3 separate regions of the Mus musculus genome follow, and all the other regions are linked to region 3. Evidence: chromatin contacts called from public Hi-C data. All regions are on one chromosome and are shown on one strand. Each heading gives the region's core, a stretch centred on a gene start, on an enhancer-like site or on the middle of the called end of the contact. The rest is flanking DNA. Distances are from core to core; before and after follow the strand shown.

Region 1 (4,663 bases), core at 1,221-3,720, 480 kb after region 3:
TTAATTCCTGTATTTTCAGCAATAGGCATCAGATAAAAGGCTTCAATTTCTTCAAGGATAAAATATGTCTTTAAGAGTCTACTGCACCAACTATGTACAAGAGGTTCAGTAAATAATTGTGAGTTCCCTTAAGTCCTATCTATGTGCAAAGTGTTTAGGTAAGTTCAAAAATGCCCGTGCCTATATCTGTGACCATGAGTGATTGCATTATGCCGAATGGCTTTCTTAGGTCTAATCAGGAGGGAAGTAGCAGTTTATTGGAGAAGTGGTCTTAGGAAAGAGAAAGGGGAAACAAGACAAAGAATAAAAGAAAGCTGTCTTAGTTAGGGTTTTACTGCTGTGAGCAGACACCATGATCAAGGCAAATTTTACAAAAAACAACATTTAATTGGAACTGGCTTACAGGTTCAGAGGTTCAGTCCATTATCATCAAGGCAGGAACATGGCAGCACCGAGGCAGGCATGATGCAAGCAGAACTGAGAGTTCTTTATTTTAATCTGAAGACTACTAGCAGAATACTGGCTTCCAGGAAGCTAAGATGAGAGTCTTATAACATACACCCACAGTGACACACCTACTGCAACAAGGCCACACCTTCTAATAGTGCTACTCCCTGGGCCTAGCATATACAAACCATCACAAAAGCCAACATTGCGTATGTTGTTTACTGCACTTTGAGGTAACTGGGACAACGATGCTGGGGTATTTGTCTATTTCTATCTGCTTTTGGTTTAAGGCTGTTCCAAAGGGGTATCAACTCCTTAGTGCTTCCAATCTACTTGTGCCCAGGCACGGCAGTTCTGGGTATCAGATATGGCCTTTGACTTGGCAACGACCAAAACCACTTGTAGTTGGAAAGACCTAGTGGATCAGCATTCACAGGAATAGTGAGTTTTGAGAGGATGTGGCCAGGCATCACCAGCATCCACAGCCACTGCACTGTCTTTACTTTAACTTAACTTTTTATGTCTTGCTATGTATCCAAAGCTGGCTTAGAACTCACAGTCCTCTTAAATAAGCTTCCTAGAATTACAGGTAGATACCACCTTGCCTGACCAGTCTGTTACCTACCCATCTGCATCTTTATCATTGAGGCAGGGTCTCCCTTTGTGCTGTGGATGCCCTAGAACTCAAACTTGTTACAGTCATTATGCTTCCATTTCCTGAGTGCTGGGATTACAGGCATGCTTGCCACTCCCAGCTGTACTCTGCCTTCTTGGTAAGTATTGCCCCGCCAAGGTTAACCTACAGCTTTCTTGGTAAGCATACAACCGAGATTATTGGGTTTACTTGTAATGCTCCATGTGATATTATTGAAAACCACTCTGACTAAACCAATGAGAAGTTTTAGGTCCTTTTTATTAATGGCCAGACCAACAGTGGGCTTGTGTCTCTGAAAGTCTACTGGTGTCCAAGCTCAAGGATACAGAGTTCTTAAAGGCAAACCTCACAAAGACCATAACCTATATCAAAGTTAATTGATGGTTAGAGTAACCTTGAAATGTTTATCCCTGACTGAGCATAGTAGCTATTTTAGATATAACTTGTCAGTTCTTTTGGTTAATGCATCCAGACTGTGGTCAAGGCTATGGAAATCTCAGATATGTTGCTAAGGCAGATGTGACCATTGGGTGGGAGGTGGGTAGAGGGGCTGAGAACTATCTAAGTTATATGAAATGAAATCAGAACAGGATGGTGTTACCTTATCTATTTTGTAGATACAGAGCATGAGCAAGGGGTTGCTTACAGAAGTCTGGATGACCCTCAAATATCCATGTTTTAAAATCTTCACTTTTCACAGATCGTGGCTCCTCACAGACACCAAGAAGGATGTCATAACTCTACTTCACCTTTACCAGCTTATGCACTTTAATATCTCCAGAGTCCCTGTGAACACCCAGTATTAAGTCAGACAAGTGGCAGACAAGTGGCTGGAATCCCAGGTTAGGGTCCAATGACCCTTTCTATCTCTTCCTTCCTGAAGGCATCATCAGTCATCAACAGCTCATGACTGTCTCTTGCAAGCAACTGATCCAAGGAAGGTGGAAGCTCCTTTGCTTAGAGAAACCTGTTCTATAGCACCTGGCTATGGTATGGTTCCTGTTTAAGTGACTATCCATGATTCTGGGAACAGTCAAAGCAAAGGTGTGAAATCTGGGCCAGAGAAATTGGAAAATGTACTATGAATCCATGAGAGCAGAACTGAGAGATATTTATTTATGCATTTGGCAAAGGTCTTCTTATTTTTTACCGAGCATTTGAGCTCTTCTACATATAAGGAAGAATTTTATCAGCCCAACTAGTCTATAAAATCCTTCACAACTCATTTTATGGTGTGTTTGAAATACTTCAGGCTAAGTTATTTGTTGATAATTTGTCTTTTCTTTTTGATGTCTCAGCCAGGGATTATCTTCCCCAAAATAGGATTGCTAACTTTTTGAAGACCTGTGACCATTGTTTGTTAGCAGGACACATAAATATCTATTTATTGGTGTGAAGCTAGTAGCAGCCAAGGTCTGTATCTTACTTAGGCTTAGTAGAAATAAAGACTTTCAAAACGAGAATCCTGAGTTTCTGAATCTTAGGATTCAGCAAACAGCTCTAGCCATCCAGCCAGTTCAAGATGAAATGTTCCCATTTCTTCCCATGAAAGTAGCCTAGGCAAATGTTCTCTGGTGTCTTGTCCTGGTTGGTTGGAAAATGGTTCAGTGGTTCGCACTAATTGTCAGCCCAGACTCCTGAGTTAGAAATTCAGGGAATCTCTTTATTGGCCACCGAATGATTGGAGGGGTTGCAACCTCTATAGCTTTCCTGGGCCTTTTAGTTTGTTAAATTCTTTCAGGAAAACAAGAACAATTAATTGCTTAAAAGATAATGCCAATTAGCTACAACAAATGGTTATGGCGTCCTAAAATAAAGTTTCCCTGTGTTGATGAGCTAGCACGCTCCAGCTCTTTAGCCAGGCTCTCTGCCTACTTTTGGGGGAAACTTTTTAGGGTAAGGTAAATGATACATGTGAAGAAACCACTCCATGGTCAGGTTTAGTTAAGAGATTGGACATTAAGAGAAATGAAGGGCAATTTGACATTAGAGGATTCATGGAGAATGTCAGCTACGGCTTCTTCACAACATGCTAGGGCTACCTGCTGGCTCAGAAAAGGCAAGCTCTACTAACAGAGTCTGAAGAGTCCTGTGCTCAGAAGAACTAAAGAAAATCACTGTGTATATGTGTTGTTTATTTAAGATGGAAAAGCTTGTTGAAGGCACGGTAACCTGTGGTTCTCTACTGGTATATGCATACACTTGTTTGTTTAAGAATTCTGGTAGAAGGTAGAAATGGAAGAAGACATTCTTGTGCTTGCTGATGTTACTCCTGGAACTCCGGGGGAAAGAGGTCAGTAGTCTTTCTTATTATTTTATCAGTGTGTCCTGTTCTCCTCCACCCTGACTCCCTTGTCCCACATCAGTTACTTTCCCCAAACCAAGCTCTGCACTTATGCCTGCTGGCCATCCCGTCGGAGCCATGGGGCAGAAGAGGAGAGTGATGGATGCCTTTAGAGGGAAGCAGAAACTGAATCCATTCTACAGCCAGAAAGGCCATTTGCTCCTGGTGCTGTCTTTAGCCTGCCACTAAGTGTTAGGGTTTCCCATGCTGTGAACTGTGATCTACTCTGGGGCTGGGTATAATATCCCCACAGAAGGGGGTATGGGAAAATCAAGCAAAATTAAGAGCTTTTAATACGTGTAAGCCTACAACAAAACATAAAAACAACTTCACAGAAAGCCCACCCATAGCCTTCTCTGTAGGACTATACTGCACTGTATCCCACAGGGCATTCATTAAGGTACAAGAAGGGATTTGGGAGGTTGTCCAATTCACTTTCTTCTTTCCAAATGCATGGATTAAAAATCCTGGTATTTTGAAGTTCTGATAATGAACTCAATTCTCAATCCACTTTATGATATTTAGTATTTGACTAATAGTTTGCTAGCCACACAGTGGCTAAAACTTTCATTGGGCCAAACACCACAGAGCTCGGCCTTCATAGGACATTCAGGAAGAAGCCATAGTTTGAAACATACACCAGGGTTCGCTATCGAACTTACATTTTTATGAAGCAGCAGTAATAATACTGGGAATGATCCCACCTGGATTCTCCAGTGTTGAGTGTGTGTCATTGGCTGTACATCAAAGACTGCAAAGCTAGACTTGGAGGTGAGCTTGCAATATCATCGCTACTATGGTATTGCCAGACTGAACTAGTTTTGAACTATGCTTGCAGATATGTGAACATGTGTGTGCACATGTGTTATATGTCTCCAAAAGAAGTTTCTATTTTAGTTGAGGTCTGTGCCCTGTGTAGATACTGTCTGGTTTGTAGGCTTCCATAAGCCATCCTGCAGGCTTCCAGTTGTAAAATTTGGTCTTTTACATTTGGGGGTATCTTGTTTAATTTATCCCTTCCCCATATTCCTCTTCATTTCCTTTCCTTTTCCTTCCCTCACTTCTCCTCTGCTTCACCTCTTCTATTTTTTTCTTTTCCTTCATCCTTCTTCTTTATTGCCTATTAGGAATATCTCTCCTGTAGAACATAACTTCTAGAACATTTGCCATCTGGTAAATGGTTCATATCAATGGGCAGAATCTTATAGCAGGCCTGT
Region 2 (4,552 bases), core at 715-3,214, 420 kb after region 3:
ACATTTTGTTCAGTAACAAGAATGTCTTTAATTTGTGAAGCACTGGGTAGAGATATTAAACACCATGAGAAGCAAAACCTTCATGTTCACTCATTGGTTGTGATTTTTTTCAACAACTGTCTTGTCAAATGAGATGGTTCTGTACAGCTATTCTTTTTTTTTTTTTTTCCATTTTTTATTAGGTATTTAACTCATTTACATTTCCAATGCTATACCAAAAGTCCCCCATATCCACCCACCCCCACTCCCCTGCCCACCCACTCCCCCTTTTTGGCCCTGGTATTCCCCTGTACTGGGGCATATAAAGTTTGCAAGTCCAATGGGCCTCTCTTTCCAGTGATGGCCGACTAGGCCATCTTTTGATATATATGCAGCTAGAGTCAAGAGCTCCGGGGTACTGGTTAGCTCATAATGTTGTTCCACCTATAGGGTTGCAGATCCCTTTAGCTCCTTGGCTACTTTCTCTAGCTCCTCCATTGGGAGCCCTATGATCCATCCATTAGCTGACTGTGAGCATCCACTTCTGTGTTTGCTGGGCCCCGGAATTCTTAACAGCGTGTGGTCCTACAGAGTGTACTTTGATTATTTTCCCTGTATTTCGCAGAGAAATGAATGCATGGGGAGAAGACAGTACATTAAACCCAATGGATGATGTTTTAGGTCATTAGGACTTAATACTCTGGAATTCCAATTAAGGGAGTGTTTGTGGGAAAAAATTCACATTCAGACCCTATGTATACAGGGTTTGTAGTCTTCCTTCATTTCCCTAGACGATATAATTAGCATATACATGCACTGTAACCTTGCACCATTCTCCCTATTAACTGTAAAAAGACTAAGGTTCTTTTGTGCATTTTAAAATGTAAATACAGATTTCAACATTTTATTACTTAAATATTTTCCTTTTATACCCTAGCAAAGTACCCATCCCATCTCCTGGGTGTGGACGCCTTACTGTGGTGACGATCACAAAATATCATGGTTCTTTATTTATTGTTGCCATGGTAGCAAAGCTTTTTCATTGTGAACTGAGAAATGTGCAGGGCAACAATGATGAAGCCTAACTTATGTCATGATTTCAGAAAGGTTCAGTGCATGCAACTCAATAGCAATGACCAGTTGTTCTCTTTGTTGCACACCATCATTGTAGCAGAGCCTGACTAGTTCTGTGGTGCATTCCCCAGGTTCCTGTAGGTCCTTCATCCTAGGATATAGCAAATGTCACATCAACCTGAATCAAGCTCAACCTATAGCCTGTAGTTGAGTTGTGTTATCAGAATCATGAGTGATAAATGTTAGCATGTGACTTTGTGAGTTTTTCATCAGCTTTAAGTACTCCAGTGCCCTCTTAACCTTGTTCAGAGTTAAGTTCATAGACATTTGGATGTACTTGAACATTCTCTGAACAGTTCTGCCCCAAGTAACCTGATTCCGACTTGGTTCCCTAAATATATTGGCATGAGACAATCCTAACAGTCTATGAAGCCATCCCCAGACACACCATCCTTTTTCATTTACAACTTTGAGGTGGAAAATGAATACATGTGAAGTTGGTCAAAGAATAAAGCTACACATATGTTACAGAAATAAAGGGATTCACAGAGGCATGAAGACTTCCATGGATGCAGAAGGAAATAAGAAACCAGTGTTTTGAAGGCTGCAGCTTCAGGATGGAAGGAGCTGTCATAACTCGGACAGAAAGACTAGAACTCAGAAAGATGTCTGGGAAGCCTAGTGTCTAACACGTGAGAGCTAGACAAGGTTTGCTAAGTGCTCATGTTTGATAACACTGCTGCAGATGCCTTCCCAGGAACACTAACCTTATTTTTACTGCTGCCTTCCCACCCACGTTCTTCCCATTGGTCTTGAGAGTTTCTCATGAAAATCTGAAGGTTCTCAGGAAAGTGCTAAGAAAGGCTCTCCATCTTAGGTAGAGTGCTCAGCGGTGCAGGCAGACAGCAGATGGTTTCTGCAAAGGTCCTGGCAGTGTTCTGTGTTTGCTCTGCCAGCATCAATCCAAAGCTTTGTGGACCTAGTCTGTTTGGTTCCTGGATCTACTCAGATGCTAGCTGGCTGTGACAGAGGGGACATCCCAAGCCCCAATCGTGCTCACAGACATCCATGGAGTTTCCTCTCTAGCATGTGGTACTGTAATAGGTCTCACATCTGTCTCCTCAATTTGGCTTCAGGTTCCTAGGGGGTGAGTTCTCTTTACCTACCTTTGCTCCCTCAAAGACTGGAATTTTTGTGTAACTTAGTATACCATCTGTACATAGAAAGGATTAAATGTGGTGTTTCTGTTTGTTTTAATTAACTTGTTTTGATTTGTAAAGAAGAAGAAGAAGAGGTTGGGAAGGCCTTTACCAATTACTCTAAACCATAAACATGACTACTCTCACACACCACCACCCCCAGTCCCAGCATTTAGGTCATGCATATTTTGCATCAGGGATTCTTGCCATACTCATCAAAGCTGTTTCCTTGAGAGGCATGGGTCTGGTTTGTCTCTTCAACTCCAGGCAGGGCTTCACTCCAACCAGATGGAAGATCATCTTTCACTACTTATTTATTTAAATCGAAAAATTTCACTCTTGCTCTTGAATTTGCTTGAGGATACAAAGAGATAGTGGTCCAACGTTGTTGTTGCGGTTTAATCTCAAATCCACATAACTTCTCTGTGATCCGGCGGAATATTTGCATTTAAGAGAAACCCTCTTGGGCTCATTGCTGGAATTTGCTTTTACTCTCAACCTGCCCAATCAGTCTCCCAGCTTCTAAAAATACACTCTTATTTTTGCTCTCTTTTCAACTTGAAACGGACACAGAATGCGGACATCTCACACTATTTACACTCCCAGAAAGCTGTCAGCAGAGGTGCTGGGGAGACAGTACTTAATCTTGATAAGAAAATAGAATGTAAACACAGCCAGCTGAGTGAAATGTTTTACATTGGCCTTTGCTCTTACTGCCCTCACGTGTGTGTGTGTGGTGGCAGCTACCAAGACATGCTATGAATCCCCACTTTCGTCATAGAGTCCCATCAGCTGGGACAATTGCTAAGGTTTTCTTGTTCCTCAGTTTCTGGGCACAGCCAATCCACCAAATAATCATTAGCCCCGGCTTCTGGATCATCCCTGCTTGTGGAGGATAACTATTTCACACATGTTTGTCTTGGTCTCTTGTCTCTGCTAGCACAATTCGGCAGTTTAGCAGGAGTTATGTGGCATTATGAACAAAGGTGTCTCAATAAAATCTCACAGATGCAGCTGAGCTTCTGCTTCAAGCATGTGTCAGAAGAATCACTGGCAACCTTGAGGGCCAGGGTGCATTCTGTTATGGGCTCATGTGGGAGCAGTTACTGGAGCAGGATGGTCCCAGCAACGTCAGACAATTCAACCCACCCTTCCGGTGTATGACTCAGAGCAAGAAGGGCCTGTGGCAGTGGACATATTTTTGTATCAGATGGTGTAGACTATAATGACTCTGGTAGCAGTATTCTCAGCCACTTTGCTTTAGCTCAGCTCTTCACTATCCCCCAGAGACCCATATTTGGAAGGGTTGGTCCTTCTGTCCCATGGTGTCATTGGGAACGATGGAACTTTTGTGAAGCAAAGCCCAGTGAAAGGAAACTGGGTCATGGGAGTTCTTGAGAGAAATATTGGGACCCCCACCCCTTCTCCTTCTCTCTGTTTCCTGGCTGCACTTGGAGTAATCTCTTCTTCCAGGTTCCTTTGCTACAGACCTAACAGCAATGAAGCCAATTGGCACAAACTGAAGCCTCCTAAACAACAAAAAAAGCTTTTCCTTGGGTGTTTTGTTACAGTAATGGAAAGCTGGCTGATACATGCCCCATCTGGAAGTAGTGTAAATATTCATCAACAGTAGAATTGATAAATTATCTGAGCCATTGTTAATGTGCTATTACTACTGCAGAGATGACAAATAAAACTTAGCTGTATGTCACAACAGGAGAAACTCTAAAATCACAAGGTTGAATATGGAAACCAGGCATGTAAGCTTCATTCATATATCACCATGCTTGAGTTCATGGTGAGATGCTTGAGATGAGGACCTCAGTGTGTGCTGTTTAGAGGAAGGGTGGAGGTGTTTGAAGCATTAGGAGTTTCAGAGGAGGGGTATGCTGATGTCCTTTTGTCCCAATGGCAATTACACTTGTGTGCCTGTTCTATGTAAATGCATTCTCACTTGTGTATAACCCTGTAAAATATTACACTCCACTAGCAAAATTGTATGAAAATAAATATACAAAGCCTGTGACAGCCAAGCTTACCTTCTTCTGCTGCTTCCTCTTCTTCCTCTTCATTTTCCTCTTCTTCCTCTTCTTCTTCCTCCTCCTTCTCCCCCTCCTTCATCCTCCCCACTTCTCCTTCTTCTTTACGGATTGGTTCCCAGCTGATGAGGGGTGGTTGATAAGCACACCACTTGCTCTTGGTCAAACTCCATACCCTCCCTTTCTTTCTAATCCTACCATTACAATGTACACCATCCCACCCCAATTACTCTTCCAGATTCTTCACCCATGTCAGACCCA
Region 3 (5,049 bases), core at 1,180-3,679:
ACACTGCTGTTTCCATGGAAGCAGGCTCTGCACATGAGGCTAGAGCTGCTACATATGCCAGAAGCTTGCCAGTGCCAACCCCATGAGTATCCTTCCCAGTCCTGGGATTCAAAGCCCTGCAGCTTAGACAGTGACCATAGCCTTTCCATGGCCTGGTGCTTGTGCACCCTGTGTTGGAGTTTCCACGAGCAACTCCTCCTTGGGCTCTGCTTGGGCTCTGAACAGGTCAAGAGTGGAACAGGAAAGAAGTCTGGGTGGTGAGAACACTTCCTGGGTGGAAGGGAACTGCCTATAGGAGATGGGCTTGGTTCAAGCTAGCCCAAGGCTCTTGTCTAGTGCCATGTCCCCTAACATTGGGCCACATCCCAGTGGGTCATGGCAGTGCTCTGGATGGTAGAAACAACAGCACATGCCTCTTGGTCACTCCATTTTTCCTTTGATAACATTTGTTGTTGTTGTGTTTCCTGGTCAGTTGTCTGGGCTGTCCCTCAGACTGACCATATACTCTGATGGCCAATGGTAGGTACGTTAGTAACAGGGACCAAAGCTTTTTACACATTCATTGCAATCATGATGACTGGCCCCAGACTGGCGGGGTGGACCTTCTTGGTATGTGGTGAGAGTCAGTTGAGCATTGTCTAGAGAGGCAGGGACAGCAGCCTCAGGTCAGTAGTGATTCCTGATGTGTGGTTCACCTTCCAGCCTGATTAGGAGGGGGCCTCAAACAGCAGCTGCCCGAGACCAGTGTGTAGATGCTGGGCCCCAGCCAGGGGTTTTTGTGTCTGAAACATGTGGCACAAACATGTTTGACACGTGCTTGTCCTGCAGCCCTGGGTGGAACCCTGAGACTTATAGTTAAGAACAACTCGATTATATCACCACATGAAACCAGATGTAATTTTGTAGATATGTTCTTGTCTTTTATTTTTAAAAGTGTATTTATTTTCCCTGGCCAGTGTAATTTTTCTTGGGGACTTCACCCTTTGATCTGGACTGGAAAAAAATGTTACCATTTTAAGACCTCTTAAAACCTGTCTTTGGATTTATTGTGTGTACAAATGGAAATTCAGATAATAGTTCTGTTCCCAACTGAAGAAAAACAGGAAAAGAAAAATAATTTCTCACTACTTGGAATGAGAACCACAGTGAAGCATGTGCCGTATATCCTGCCAACAGAAATTCAAGGTTGAAAATAATTCTCTTCCTCCTGAGTCTGCCTGCAGCTTCCCTGAGGAGCGTAGATGGTGAAATTTGCTACTAATTGTAGCCATAATTTTAGCATGCAATTAAACACATGATTTCCTTCCCAGCTGATGTCTTTTTAGCTAGTGTGACACAGATAAAACAAAGGCTCTGTTGATTTGAATGGCCACTTTAATCATAAGAGATCACAGAAAGCCACCATTATTTGGGCACACTTGGTTCCCCACTGGGAACCAGATTATCTTGCCTATAAAAGATGGCAGACAGTTTGGGTGCTTTTAATACCATCTCTGGTGTTACTGTCTGTGCACTGAGGAAAACCAATGCTAGTGTGTGTGTGTGTGTGTGTGTGTGTGTGTGTGTGTCTGTCTGTCTGTCTTTTTAAATCCTTGTGGAATTAAGGAGGAAGTGAACGGACTGGGAAGAATCAGAATGGAAAGCTGATGTGGTGGAAGTCATGGCTCCTGGAGAAAGATTCTGTACTGGAGTCATAAAGCTGCCTTAAACCCAGAAGGCCAACGAATGGGGATTGATATGAGAGCCTTTAATGGGCATGAGGCCAAGATGGTATCGCTCAGTGGCTGTGCTAGTGTGCCTTCCTGCCACACACATGGCATTCTGTGTTACCAGGTCTTTTTTTGCCAGTTCTCTTGGTCAGCCTGTAATGTTTGTGCTGTTTAGCTGCCTCCCCTTCCTAAGTCCTTCATGGGGATGGCCATTTGTCCTGTGTTGTCTGGCAGGCCCCACTGCCCAGGTTTTTATATTTTTATTACATTGTTGTCCATGTGGTCTTTGGCCAGGTAAACCTGGGGTCTCCAACTCTTGAATTTGTTTGATTGTTTTTTCAGATGGCAAGTTTGGTGCCTACATGCAGGTGCACATTCAGAACGATGGGCCTGTGACTATAGAGCTGGAGTCCCCTGCTCCTGGAGCTGCTAGCTCTGACCCAAAGCAGGTAAGCCTAGAACCTGGAGCCTGCCAGTCTGGAGGGTATAGATAGGTAATGTGCCTTGACCTAATCATTGTCTCTGGGGAAGTCCTCATCCTGAGGTGGAGGAAACCCTTCATGGCTGCAGCCTCACGTCTATCTTACTTTCTCTCTTCTCAAGAACTCCTGAGCATGTCTCTGCTCCACCGTGTAGACAAAGTGTTCTTAGAAGCGTCTGTTCTTCTAGTTCTTGGGCTAGGTGTCATGTCACCCAGTTGCCACTGGGTGGCAGCAGAGCAGCGACCCTGGCTAGTGTACCCAGTGAGAGTGGTTACCTGGATTGGATTTTGTCCAAGGTGTGGGTGGTAGATGAGCCACTCAAGATTCTTTATAAGTCTTCATTTTTCTAAAGCAACATCTGACCTGGATTTACTGCCAACTCTATAAGCATTCAGGAAGAATGTAATTAAAACAGAGAAAAGGGATGTGTAATAGTCTTGCAAACTTATGCTGTCCCATTGTGTTTAGCATATATAAAAGCTTTAATTAATCCACTTGATAGAGACATGAGGCATGGCAGGCTGTGGAACTAGGCCTGTTCCTGCTCTTCCTTCCTAGCATCGTCCCCTTCCTAGGATGCTGCAAAGTGGAACGATGAGCTCACGTGGGGGATGCAGGATATAAACAAGGCTGAGTGCTGGTGTGGAGCCATTGACACTTTGTGTTGGCTGAGAGGTAGGACCATGTCTGCATGGCATTAAGCTTCAAAAGTGGAACTGAGGTTGTTGCTATTACTGACACATTTCATCTGTCCATCCATCTGTCCGTCTGTTTGTCTGTCTATCTATCTATCTATCTATCTATCTATCTATCTATCTATCTACCTACCTATCTATATGAATGCTCAGTCTGCATGTTCATCTGTATACCAGAAGAGGGCTTTGGATCCTAGTATAGATGACCATTGTGTGGTTGCTGGGAATTGAACTCAGGACCTTTGGAAGATCAGTCAGTGCTCCAACCCGCTGAGCAACCTCTCCAACCCCTACTGATAACGTTTTAAAAATCACAAACAATCTACAGGGAAATGTAAACTTTGAGATAATTTGAGCCTCACAGGAGAGCCCACAGAACCCTGCTACAGTCTTTCCTGGCTTTCCTAGTTTTGATGTATTATTTAGAGTGATCACATACTGAAGTTAGCCCTGATCCAACACTATTAGCTACATTAGAGCCTTATATGAACTCACTAGCCCGCCCTCTCCCTCCCTCCCTCCCTCCCTCCCTTCTTCCTCCTCCTTTCTTTCTTCTCTTCTCCCTCCTCCTTTCTTTCCTTTCCCATTTTCCGTTCCTTCCTTTTTCTGACACAAGGTATCACTTTGTAGTCCAGGCTGGTCTTGAACCCAGTCAGTCTCTTTCCACACTCTTCTAAGTGCCAGGATTATAGGCATGAGCAGCCAGTGCTCAGTTGCTGTGGCTGCCGCCTCTGCTGCTTGGCTAGATCTTACAGGAAGGCACCACATCCTGTAGTCTAACTAGTTTTTGTTTTAGCTGTGCAACATTGCAAATTCCATTGCATTACAGTTGTCATTTCTCTTTGTTTTGTTCAACCTGAGTCAGTTCCTTAGTCTTTCCTGTGTTTCACGACCTTGACCCTTTCTGGAATGCTGTTCGGTAGACCTTTTCTCAATTTTGTGTCTGTGGTTAGAGCAAGGCACTGTGGTGTGGTGGGAAGAGCGGCTGTCCAAAAGCCATCTTGTTCTCTTCTTAGGGCATCATCAGGCAGTATGCATGCGACACCAGTTTGTCTCACCGCAGTCATGCTAACCTTGCCGCCTGGTTACAGTGGAGTCTACCAGATTTCTCCATCCCCCCCCCCCCCCCCCGGCACGCCCCTGGCTTTCTTCTGGTCTTGGCAGACAGTTCTCTTTTCTTTGCAGAGAAAGAGGTCAGCAGATGGCATCAGCCCGGCTGCTCCCCACTCCCCACTTCAGTGTAGCAGCAAAGCTTCCCTTCCTGGGCTGAGGCCAGAGCCAAAGTGAAGACCCCTGTTCAGACCCCGTAGGAGCTTTCCTTCGTACCACGTGGCTCCTCAAGTAGCAGCCGGCCTTTTTTTCATGGGTAGTGCCTTTGGAAATCAGGGATTACTTAATTAGGGATTCCAAACTTTCTGATGTCCCTGAGAAATAAGACAATAAGAAAAAAAAAAAAAACCCAACCATTTTCAAGGTGGTGACAGAATAGAGGCTCCTTGAATATAGACCCTTGGTGGTGGCACAGGTCACATCCTGCCCAGCCAGTCTGGCCTGGTTTTGACTCCCCCTTTCCAGGCTCTCAGCAGCCTCACTTAGCTCTCTAGGGCCTGCTTACTCATCATCTTACTCTTCCTGGCCTCGCCCTCCTCTGGTGCTAGGAATTCATCCCACTGTCTCATGCACACTAGGCAAGTGAGTGCCCTGAGCCATTCTGGGGCCTCTGGGGCATCTGTGCTTCCTGGTCTACAGTGGGCGAGTCCCTCGGCATCTTCCTTCTGCTCTGCCCTCGGGGGCTTAAGGTCCCCACTGACCTCTTGGTTGTCCCGGTGCATGACAGCTTTCGTGTCTCTTTCCCTCGTCCTCCCGGCCATTGCTGCCACTATGGTCTGCTTGATCGCGGAAGCCAGCGGAGCCGCAGCTTGCAGGGTGGCAGTCTCTCTCACTTTTCTTTCTGCTCCTGCTGTTCCCTTTGGCTTTATGTGATTGTTGTCCCATAGTTTTGAGGAATTATTCTGCTTTAACTGTATTTTGGGAAAGTTTTAGGTTGGCTTTTTCATTCCATCTAAACTATTTTAAAATGGCATGTTGTATACCTGTAATATCCCATAAAACTAGAGAAACCTGATGAGCCTCAAACATTGTTCTTTAAACATCGGAGGAAGT

Evidence for each region. Hi-C and Micro-C count contacts between places; a contact is called where the count stands out from the background.
Region 1: a contact with region 3 is called in a Hi-C map of uterus, with 6 times the contacts expected there. The contact joins two enhancer-like sites. A contact is called at or near these places in 1 of 39 promoter capture datasets (the C10 cell line), 16 of 484 Hi-C or Micro-C datasets (the AtT-20 cell line, the BV-2 cell line, the C10 cell line and 9 more) and 1 of 115 datasets of contacts at active chromatin or transcription factors (astrocytes).
Region 2: a contact with region 3 is called in a Hi-C map of uterus, with 13 times the contacts expected there. The contact joins two enhancer-like sites. A contact is called at or near these places in 4 of 484 Hi-C or Micro-C datasets (all in uterus).

The regions. Positions count from the first base shown.
Region 1 is chr2:145,109,486-145,114,148 of GRCm38.p6, forward strand. No RefSeq gene overlaps it. Among named protein-coding and RNA genes, the nearest start is that of Slc24a3, 56 kb to the right of the region's middle. Within about 2 kb of position 2,471, at least 1 of the 459 cell types and tissues checked has an H3K27ac peak or open chromatin away from gene starts, as enhancers often do. A contact at or near this core is called in uterus, where this site is marked.
Region 2 is chr2:145,054,452-145,059,003 of GRCm38.p6, forward strand. No RefSeq gene overlaps it. Among named protein-coding and RNA genes, the nearest start is that of Slc24a3, 110 kb to the right of the region's middle. Within about 2 kb of position 1,965, at least 6 of the 459 cell types and tissues checked have an H3K27ac peak or open chromatin away from gene starts, as enhancers often do. A contact at or near this core is called in uterus, where this site is marked.
Region 3 is chr2:144,633,707-144,638,755 of GRCm38.p6, forward strand. Dtd1 (D-tyrosyl-tRNA deacylase 1) reads left to right here. Exons shown (of 6, transcript NM_025314.3): 4 at 2,052-2,158. Among named protein-coding and RNA genes, the nearest start is that of Dtd1, 36 kb to the left of the region's middle. Within about 2 kb of position 2,430, at least 18 of the 459 cell types and tissues checked have an H3K27ac peak or open chromatin away from gene starts, as enhancers often do. A contact at or near this core is called in uterus, where this site is marked.